Regions from separate parts of the Hordeum vulgare genome. Here region 2 is linked to region 1. Evidence: chromatin contacts called from public Hi-C data. All regions are on one chromosome and are shown on one strand. The core of a region is the stretch at or near the end of the contact, and the rest is flanking DNA. Distances in the headings are between cores, read along the strand shown. Region 1 has its middle 290 kb from the start of LOC123425706. Region 2 holds the start of LOC123425706 (vacuolar protein 8).

Region 1 (4,004 bases), core at 179-2,678:
TGTGATTATTTTAAATTCAAGATTTGTTTTATGTTTTCCCAGATTTCCCCCATATTCTTTCAAATTGAACGGTTAACCGGTCAAATGTGAACGATCAATTGTGATCGAGTGAACGAGGCGTCTCGGGCGGGCACATGTGCACAGTTCCCCTAGCCGGCGCTTACGAGGTCCCACGTAGCTCTCATCTCGCATGAAGCTTTTTCCTCGACGTATAGTTCTTCATCGGTCCATTCTTAGAATTTTTTCATACCGCGCACTCACTTGGGGTTGACTTGTTCGCTTCTTTCGGGTTTTTAGTTTCTCTAAATTTGTTTTTCATGTTTCTTCATTTTTCCCTTTTCGTAGTTTTTTCATTGGTTTTCTTCCTTTCTTTCCGTTCTTTCACTGGATTTTTGAATCTTTTCCTTCTTCTGTGTTTTTATTTGTATCTTTCCGATGTTCTCCATTTTCATTTTCATTTTTATTTTTTGCCTTCATTAGTTTTCTTCATTATTCTTTGTTTCTTTCTTGATTTTCACAGATTTCATTCTTGTTTGCATTAATTTTCTTTATTTTCCATTATATATTTTTGAATTTTTAATGGGTTCCTTCATTTTTCTTTGATTCTTTTCCTATTTCATCGGGTTTCTTTCTTGTAAAGCATGTCAACAAATATCATTACACATTCAACTTTTTTAGTATGAGTCAAAAATATATTTTATATACTTGTTTAACATTTTATAAATATATAATAATCACTTTTTTGAAAACTTGGTTGTTTTGATGTCTAATTTTTGAGACACGTTGTACAATTTTTTGTGTCTCATACATTTTGTAAGAAACTTAACATTTTTCAAAGACAAGATTAATATTTATCAAATACATGGACAATATTTTTCAATGCTCAGCAAACATTTGTTATTGGCAATAGACAGGTTTTCACACACAATATACATATTTTTATACGTCAACAACATTTCTATATACAAAGTTAACCTTTTAAAATAAATATTATTTGATTTTCAATTTTATTTAATGATATTGTAAACTTTCATATAGAAGAATAACATTTTTTATACATTGTTATCATGCTTTAATACATACTCCATTTTTTTATACATTGTTAATATTTCTATATACAAAGTAGTTCACAATTTTATATACACTGTATTGTTATATATTTCTATATATGTCAAACATTTTTCTATACACATTTAACATATTTCACATGCTTGATTAACATTTTTCAAATTATTAATTAATATCTTTAAATTCTTGATTAACCAAGTCAAAATATATATTCGATTGAAATTTTTCAATGGCTTAATTATCATTTTTTAAATACATGAAAAACTTTTTAAATAAATATACAGAAATAAATAACGGGGTAGTGGCCTCCCGCGCACTGGACTGGCCCATTTAGGGTGGCGCCTGATTGGAGCTGGCGCTATGTCTCGGGATCTCCTAAACGGCGCTGCAGGCGCCCGTTCAGGGTCCTGGCGCTCCAAGATGACGCGACTGGTCCGGCCCACCAAACGGGAAGAAAAGCGAAAGCTTTAAAACCGCACAAATTATTTGTCTCTTCAGAATGTTTCGAAATCGGTACATCTAGTTCGCATACAATGCAACCAGCCACTCAGGCTAGCAGCGTTTGATGATTTTCAATAGCGGAAAATGCGTAATATCAATGGCACAGCACTATTTTATTCCGTAGAGTCATTCGTCTATTGTACCTCTTAAGAGGAAATTGAATTATTTGGGAAAAATCGTTGTTTTGAAAAAAGTTCTTCATTTTGAAAGAAAATATCACAAACCTGCAAAATCATCAAATTTTGAATAAAAGTTCTTAGATTTTGAAAATAAAAATGTTCATCGAATTTGAGAAATTTTGTCAAATTTGAAAAACAGTTTAGCAAATTTGAAACACGTTCATTGAATTTTAGAAAAAGTTAATGGATTTTCAAAAATAGTTCATAAAATTTGAAAATAGTTCATTGAATTCGAAAAACAAAGTTCATCGAATTTGAAAAAAGTTCACCATATTTGAAAATATTTCATCAAAATTGATCATCGAATTTTAAAATAGGTCATCATATTTCTGAAAATAGTTCATCAAATTTGGAAAACAGTTCATAAATTTTAAAATTAGTTCAACATATTTGAAAAATTGTTCATCGAGTTTGAAACGGAAGCTAATGTATTTTTGAAAAATGTTCATCAAATTTAGAAAATTTCATAAAATCTTAAGTAGTTCATAAAATTTGAAAATAGTTCATTGAGTTTGAAAAGAAGTTCATCAAATTTGAATATTGTTCACCGAATTTAGAAAAGTTCATCAAAATTGAAATAATTTCATCAAATATGAAAAAAGTACATCGAATTTGAAAATTGTTCACCGAATTTAAAAAGTTCATAAAATTTGAAAATAGTTCATCGAATTTGAAAAGAAATTCATCGAATTTGAATATTTTTCACCGAATTAAAAAAGTTCATCAAAATTGAAATAATTCCATGGAATATGAAAAAAATACAACAAATTTTAAAATTGTTCACCGAATTTTAAAAAGTTCATCAAAATTGAAATAATTTCATCAAATTTGTAAAGAAGTTCATGGAATTTGAATATTGTTCACCGAATTTGAAAAAGTTCATCAAAATTGAAATAATTTCATCGAATATGAAAAAACTACATTGAATTTGGAAATTGTACACCGAACTTAAAAAAGTTCATCATAATTGAAATAATTTCGTCAAATTTGAAATGAAGTTCATCAAATTTGAGTATTGTCCACCGAAATTTAAAAAGTTCATCAAAATTGAAATAATTTCATCGAATATGAAAAAAGTACATCAAATTTGAAAATTGTTCACCAAATTTTAAAAAGTTCATCAAAATTGAAATAATTTCATCAAATAAGAAAAAATTACAATGAATTTTGATAAACAATTCATGAACTGTTATAAAAAGATACATCAACTTTATAAAGAAATTCGTCAAAACCAAGAAGAATAAGAAAGAAAAAGGGAAATGAAAAGAACAAGAAAGGTAAAAGAAATATCCGAAGATACTGTTTTCCGTGATGGTTATCAGATTGCGTCTCGATACAACAAGTCAGCAGTTCGACTCGCTCTCTCACAATATTCTTCTGCCTTTTTGGAAACGGAACAAAAACCGCTAAATGGACCAGTCCAATTAATGCGGCTGCAGGCGCCGGTTAAGAAAATTGGTCTTTAACCGGCGCCTGCAAATAGGGATTTCCCTATGTCTCGCTAGGAGCGAGACATAGTCACTTCCCTTTTGTCATGCTAGAGACAAAGGCCCTCCCGTTCTCCACTGTCTTCTTCTACGATTCTGGAGGATTATTTGAAGAGAAATATGGCACTTTTGGCACCATAACAGGCGCAATAAATATAAACGACTCTTTGACAGCGAGTCGCTGGTGGAAGAGGTGCTAGTTTGTGTCACAGACGAGTATTCGTTTGCGAGTTGCTGCACTTATTGGCACGTTTTCCTTTTGCGATCTGCTTCCTACCTGTAAACTTTGATTTTGTCCATTTGCTGGCTCCGTATTTGTGCGAAAAAGACAAGCCTTTTTATATGTTTTATTTAGAGTTTGACAAAGATGCTCTTTACGTTGAGCCCCTTGTAGCTTCCACCATTTGTCTGCGCTGCTTCCATGAGTGCGTATACAAATCACTCCTTTGTCTGAAGTGAGGCAGAGCACGAGAAAGTTCTTTGATACGACAAGTGCATCATTTCCCCCTCGAAAATGAAAAACATACTATAAAAGCCGTTTTAAACCAGACATAACCATTTTTATTTCGGGGCACTTGATCAATCTGACAATCTCATATGAGAAACACGAGTGATTTCCATCATCGGTTGACTAAAATTTTACGTTCCTGCCAATCTACGACTCTACAGTAACATACCTCGGATCCCAAAATCAAAAAATTACCGCATGATCTACTAGTGTATGTAAAGTAGCAAAACCAAAACATTACCGCATGAAACTAACATTCTC
Region 2 (4,577 bases), core at 1,891-4,390, 290 kb after region 1:
TTTACTTTGCCTCGGAGCCTCCGAATTTTGACACTACTTGAGTTCTTGGAATTTATCTCAACTTTTTTTGGGGGAGAAATACCAAGGATCCCTTACTCTCAAGGAACCCTTACCCTTTGAACTTTTTTGAAATAATGTCAAAGGGGGAGAAATATCAAAGCTTATGCTTTAAAGGGGAGAAATATCAAAAGCTTATGCTTACCTAAAGGGGGAGAAATATTCCACGGGGAGAACTACATTAAGAGGGAGAGAAAGTTTTATTTGCCATCTTGTATTGGACTTGTCTCACCCTACCTACTACCAATATCTACACATTGTGATTCAGGGGGAGAGGAAAACCTACATATTCATGCTTAGGGGAGAAAGTTCTAAATGTTCTTGGAGACATAACTATCCCGATAAATAGGGGGATAAATATCTATCATCAAATCCTATTTTCAATATGTCTTTCATGTCTTGGTACTATTGAAGCTCTTTGTATCTTTACAATAGAATACTCTTGTGTTATCTAACACTAGTTTTCTCAAGTGTGTTCCTACTGTTAAGATGGTCAAAAACTCCAAGGTAAGTATATGCATCATATCCTTGTTCACGATGATCTCTTGTCTCTTGCACATATTGTTAGCACGATTGAGTCTTAAACATGGAGAAATTTTACTCACATATGTTTGATGCATATATCCAAGGTATAGATGACTCCTCATGTCCCTTCTCACAATTTGTGTGTGTCCATGCATTCCAAAGCAATTGTCCTTTAAAGGGATGGCACACATTTAGGGGGAGCTTGTATCAGTCATGTATCCTTCAAAGCTGTCATACTTTACTGCCTATCTTTATTTGAAGCTTTCATTGTATGTTGTCATCAATTACCAAAAAGGGGAGATTGAAAGCACATATACTCCCTTGGTGGTTTTTATAATTCATGACAACATACATTGACTTTTGGACTAATATCTTATCTAGTGTATTTCAGATATAGTCCACACACAGGATTGGCTAAGGATTGTGAGGAGAAGCCCCAAGGAATTAAAGGAATAGGATTGGCCATGCTTCAAACTTCAAGACTCTATATTTTATATTTTGTGAGAAAACACATTTGAGTCCATAGGAAAGACAATACTATTAAAAGAGTATGAGGTGACCATGATGATCTAGTTGCCCAAGTGCTTAGAGATTAGCCACAAAAAATACTCATGAAATTCTCCCACAAATATTATGTCCAAACCACAAAGTCAAATTCCGTGCCACCAACATTTCCAAATCGGCCCCACTGAGTTTTATCCTAGACAGAACCCATGCCAAACCCTAGCATCTCGGTTCCACCAAGTTTGGTTTCGGTCTGACCGAAAAACACTCACCAACTCACTGGTTACCCATTTTCTAAAATCAGAATTTCCGAGTTTGGCAAATCAGTGCCACCGAGTTTGGTAACTGCCTAAGCCATCCAAAATTGGAACCTCTGAGATTCATATATCGATCTCACCGAAAATCCTAAAGTTGCCATATTTTGCACTAGTCGGTGCCATCGAGATTTTACTTCGGTTTCATCGAGTTGTGCAATAATGTTGTAACGGTTGGATTTTTGGAGATGCATATATATATACCCCTCCAGCAACCCCTCATTCGTAGAGGAAGCACTCAGAATGAACAAACACTTGCCCCATCCATTTTTCTAAGAGAGAGACACCTACTCATGTGTTGAGATCAAGATATTCCATTCCTAACATATGAATCTTGATTTCTATCCTCCCCAAGTTGCTTTCCACCCAATCAATCTCTTCTACCCAAACCAAATCAATGAGAGAGTGATTGAGTGTTGAGGAGACTATCTTTTAAAGCACAAGAACGAAGAGTTCATCATACTACCACATCTATTATCTTTTGGAGAGTGGTGTCTCCTAGATTGGTTTGGTGTCGCTTGGGAGCCTCCGACTTCGTGTGGAGTTGAACCAAGAAGTTTGTAAGGGCAAGGAAATCGCCTACTTCATGAAGATCTACCCTGAGTGAGGCTAGTCCTTCGTGGACATAAGCCATGACGGAATATACAAGGTTGCTTCTGTGTGGACCCTTCGTGGGTTGAGCCCTCCGTGGACTCTCGCGGTCGTTACCCTCTATGGATTGAAGTCTCCATTAACGTGGACGTATGATAGCATCATTTATCGAAACCACGCCAAAAACCATCGTGTCAATCCTTGCGTTTGATCTTCCTAACTCTACTCCTTACTTTCATGTGCATGTATTTACATTCCCTGTTATACTCGTAGGTTTGCATATGTAGGGTGTGCTTGACTTGCTATAATTGCTAAAATCCGCCAACCATTGAAATTGAGGAAATGTTAGGTTTTAATTTTGTCAAATAGTCTATTCATCCCTCCTCTAGATATCCCTTCTAGTGATCCAATAGGTCCTTGTCGGAGCCCGTAACCCAGACAGTGCGAGTCGACGTGAGGTTGATGACGTATCCTTCCTCGTAGGAGCCGACGTCCATCACGACGCGGTTGCGTCGACCGCATTAGTGCACAATATGGGGCGCGGAAGAGAGTGACTCCGCCTCTCCAACATGTGTCGTCGCAAGGGCCTCCGCTGCATTCCGTGCTAGCCGCCTCGCCCGGCGGGCACGCTACGCCATGATTTCGTCCGAGTTCGACCATATGATGCATGCTCAATGCGCCAACGAAGGGGCTGCGCTTCCGCCATGGCGTTCAGACGCCAGACGGACCGCACCACCTCTGGTGAGCCAGCAACACCGGATCCAACCACCGGTTGTGCGGACGCCATGCAAGAGGTGAGTTTGGACGGCTGATGGGAGTGGAGGGGAATGTTGTGAAACGGCTAGGGTTTGATCCGACGAACGCATAAAACGAATATATGTGGGATAGATACGGACCAACGCGGGCCAGTACGGGCTAGGCGGGCGTGCCCTTCTTTCCGTATCCGTCTTATATTTGGACTGAAAAAGAGGAATGTCGGTCAACCCGTACGTTTGAGGTAAGTTTGAAGGATCCGTGTGAATCTATTTTTTTTTATGATTGGTTAGTTTAGTGATCTGACGTTAAGAGGTTCGGGCACCTTTTTTATGATTGGTTAGTTTAGTGATCTGACGTTAAGAGGTTCGGGCACCTTCGAACATTTTCGTACTGTACGTGTAGCATCGCTGGGCAACTCACACGATCCTAGTTCGTAGACCCCCGGACATCTGCCTCTACTTACATTCCTTCCTTCGATCGTCCTTCGCTTCTTCTCCGCCACAGCGCCCCAATCCCCAGGCCCTCATCCTCACTCCTCACGCGGGCACAGACGCAGCATCTCCCCAGAGTCCGACTGCATCGACAGTCGTGCTCGTGCTACGCCCACGTCCGGGGGACCCACCACCGGCCCCGCCTCCGCCTCCATAAACTCCATTAACTACCTTGAAGTAGAGCTTGCCTTCAAGAGTTGAGCCACCACCTTGCAGTCACAGTCGTCACACTCCCCCGCCGTCTCCGCATACCACAACTAGTAATGGCTCCACCGCCTGCTCTGGCTCCTCGTCCCTTTCTTGCTCGCTCGATGCAACGGCAGGAATTGACGACGTGGTAAGGGTCCGTGCGTGAGCTGAGCTCGTCGGAAGAATGGGAGAATTTGCGGCGGCGGGCGAGGCGGGCAGCCAAGAAGCAGAGCAAGACGAGCAGGGGAGGCTTGCGACGGCACTGGACGCCATAAACTCTCTCATATCTGCATCCTTCTCCGCCTCCCTCTTCCCGCTCAAGTGGCAGCTCGTCAGGGACAGGTTCAACCGGCTCCACGCCGGCCTCGCGGACATCACCGTCATCGCGGCCTCCGACGGCGGGGAGAGGCACGAGGCGTTCGAAGGCCTCCTGCGGGACGTCGTTGACGCGGTGAGGGAGGCGCGGGAGCTGGTGCCGCGGAGCCAGGGGCGGCACTACGGAGGCGGAAAGCTGCGGCTGCGGAGCGACCTCGACGTCGTCGCGTCTACGCTCGACACGCACCTGGCGCGGCTGGACGAGATATGCGCCTCGGGCTCGCTGACGCGCGCGCGGGCGCTCGTGGTGCCGCGGCCGTGCGCCGGCGCCAGCCGCGAGGACGTGCGGTTCTACGTGCGCGACCTCTTCGCCAGGCTCCGGGTCGGCGGAGCGGAGATGCGGAGGGAGGCCGCCGCCGCGCTCAACGAGGTGCTGCGAGACGACGACAAGTGCGTTCGGCTCGTCGTGTCCGACGTCGCCGACGGAATTGGGGTTCTCGTTGGGCTGCTCGAGTCCCCAGACGCTTGCATCCAAGAAGAGGCACTGGACGCCATCTCGGTGATCGCCGGGCATGACGCTTGCAAGGGCGACCTGGTCGTCGGCGGCGTCATCGCTCCGGTGATCCGGGTTCTTAACACGGGCGCCGGGCCGGCAGCGAAGGAGCGGGCGGCTCGGGTGCTCAGCAAGCTCACCGAGAACGCCGACAACGCATGGGCCGTCGCCGCGCACGGCGGCGTCACGGCATTGGTCAACATCTGCTCGGACCACCGTGCCAGCGGCGGCGAGCTCGTATGCGCGGCGTGCCGGGTGCTGAAGAGCCTCGTGGGCGTCGAG

What was found. A called contact is a pair of places that touch in the nucleus more often than the background predicts.
Region 2: a contact with region 1 is called in a Hi-C map of leaf, with 7 times the contacts expected there. The contact joins the promoter of LOC123425706 here to the enhancer-like site in region 1. A contact is called at or near these places in 5 of 6 Hi-C or Micro-C datasets (leaf and seedling) and 1 of 1 datasets of contacts at active chromatin or transcription factors (embryo).

Annotation. Positions count from the first base shown.
Region 1 is chr2H:169,309,288-169,313,291 of MorexV3_pseudomolecules_assembly, forward strand. No RefSeq gene overlaps it. Among protein-coding and RNA genes, the nearest start is that of LOC123425706, 290 kb to the right of the region's middle. Within about 2 kb of position 1,429, at least 3 of the 3 cell types and tissues checked have open chromatin away from gene starts, as enhancers often do. A contact at or near this core is called in leaf and seedling, where this site is marked.
Region 2 is chr2H:169,598,171-169,602,747 of MorexV3_pseudomolecules_assembly, forward strand. It overlaps LOC123425706 (vacuolar protein 8), which reads left to right and starts at 3,141. Exons shown (of 2, transcript XM_045109419.1): 1 at 3,141-4,577. The coding sequence starts at 3,612.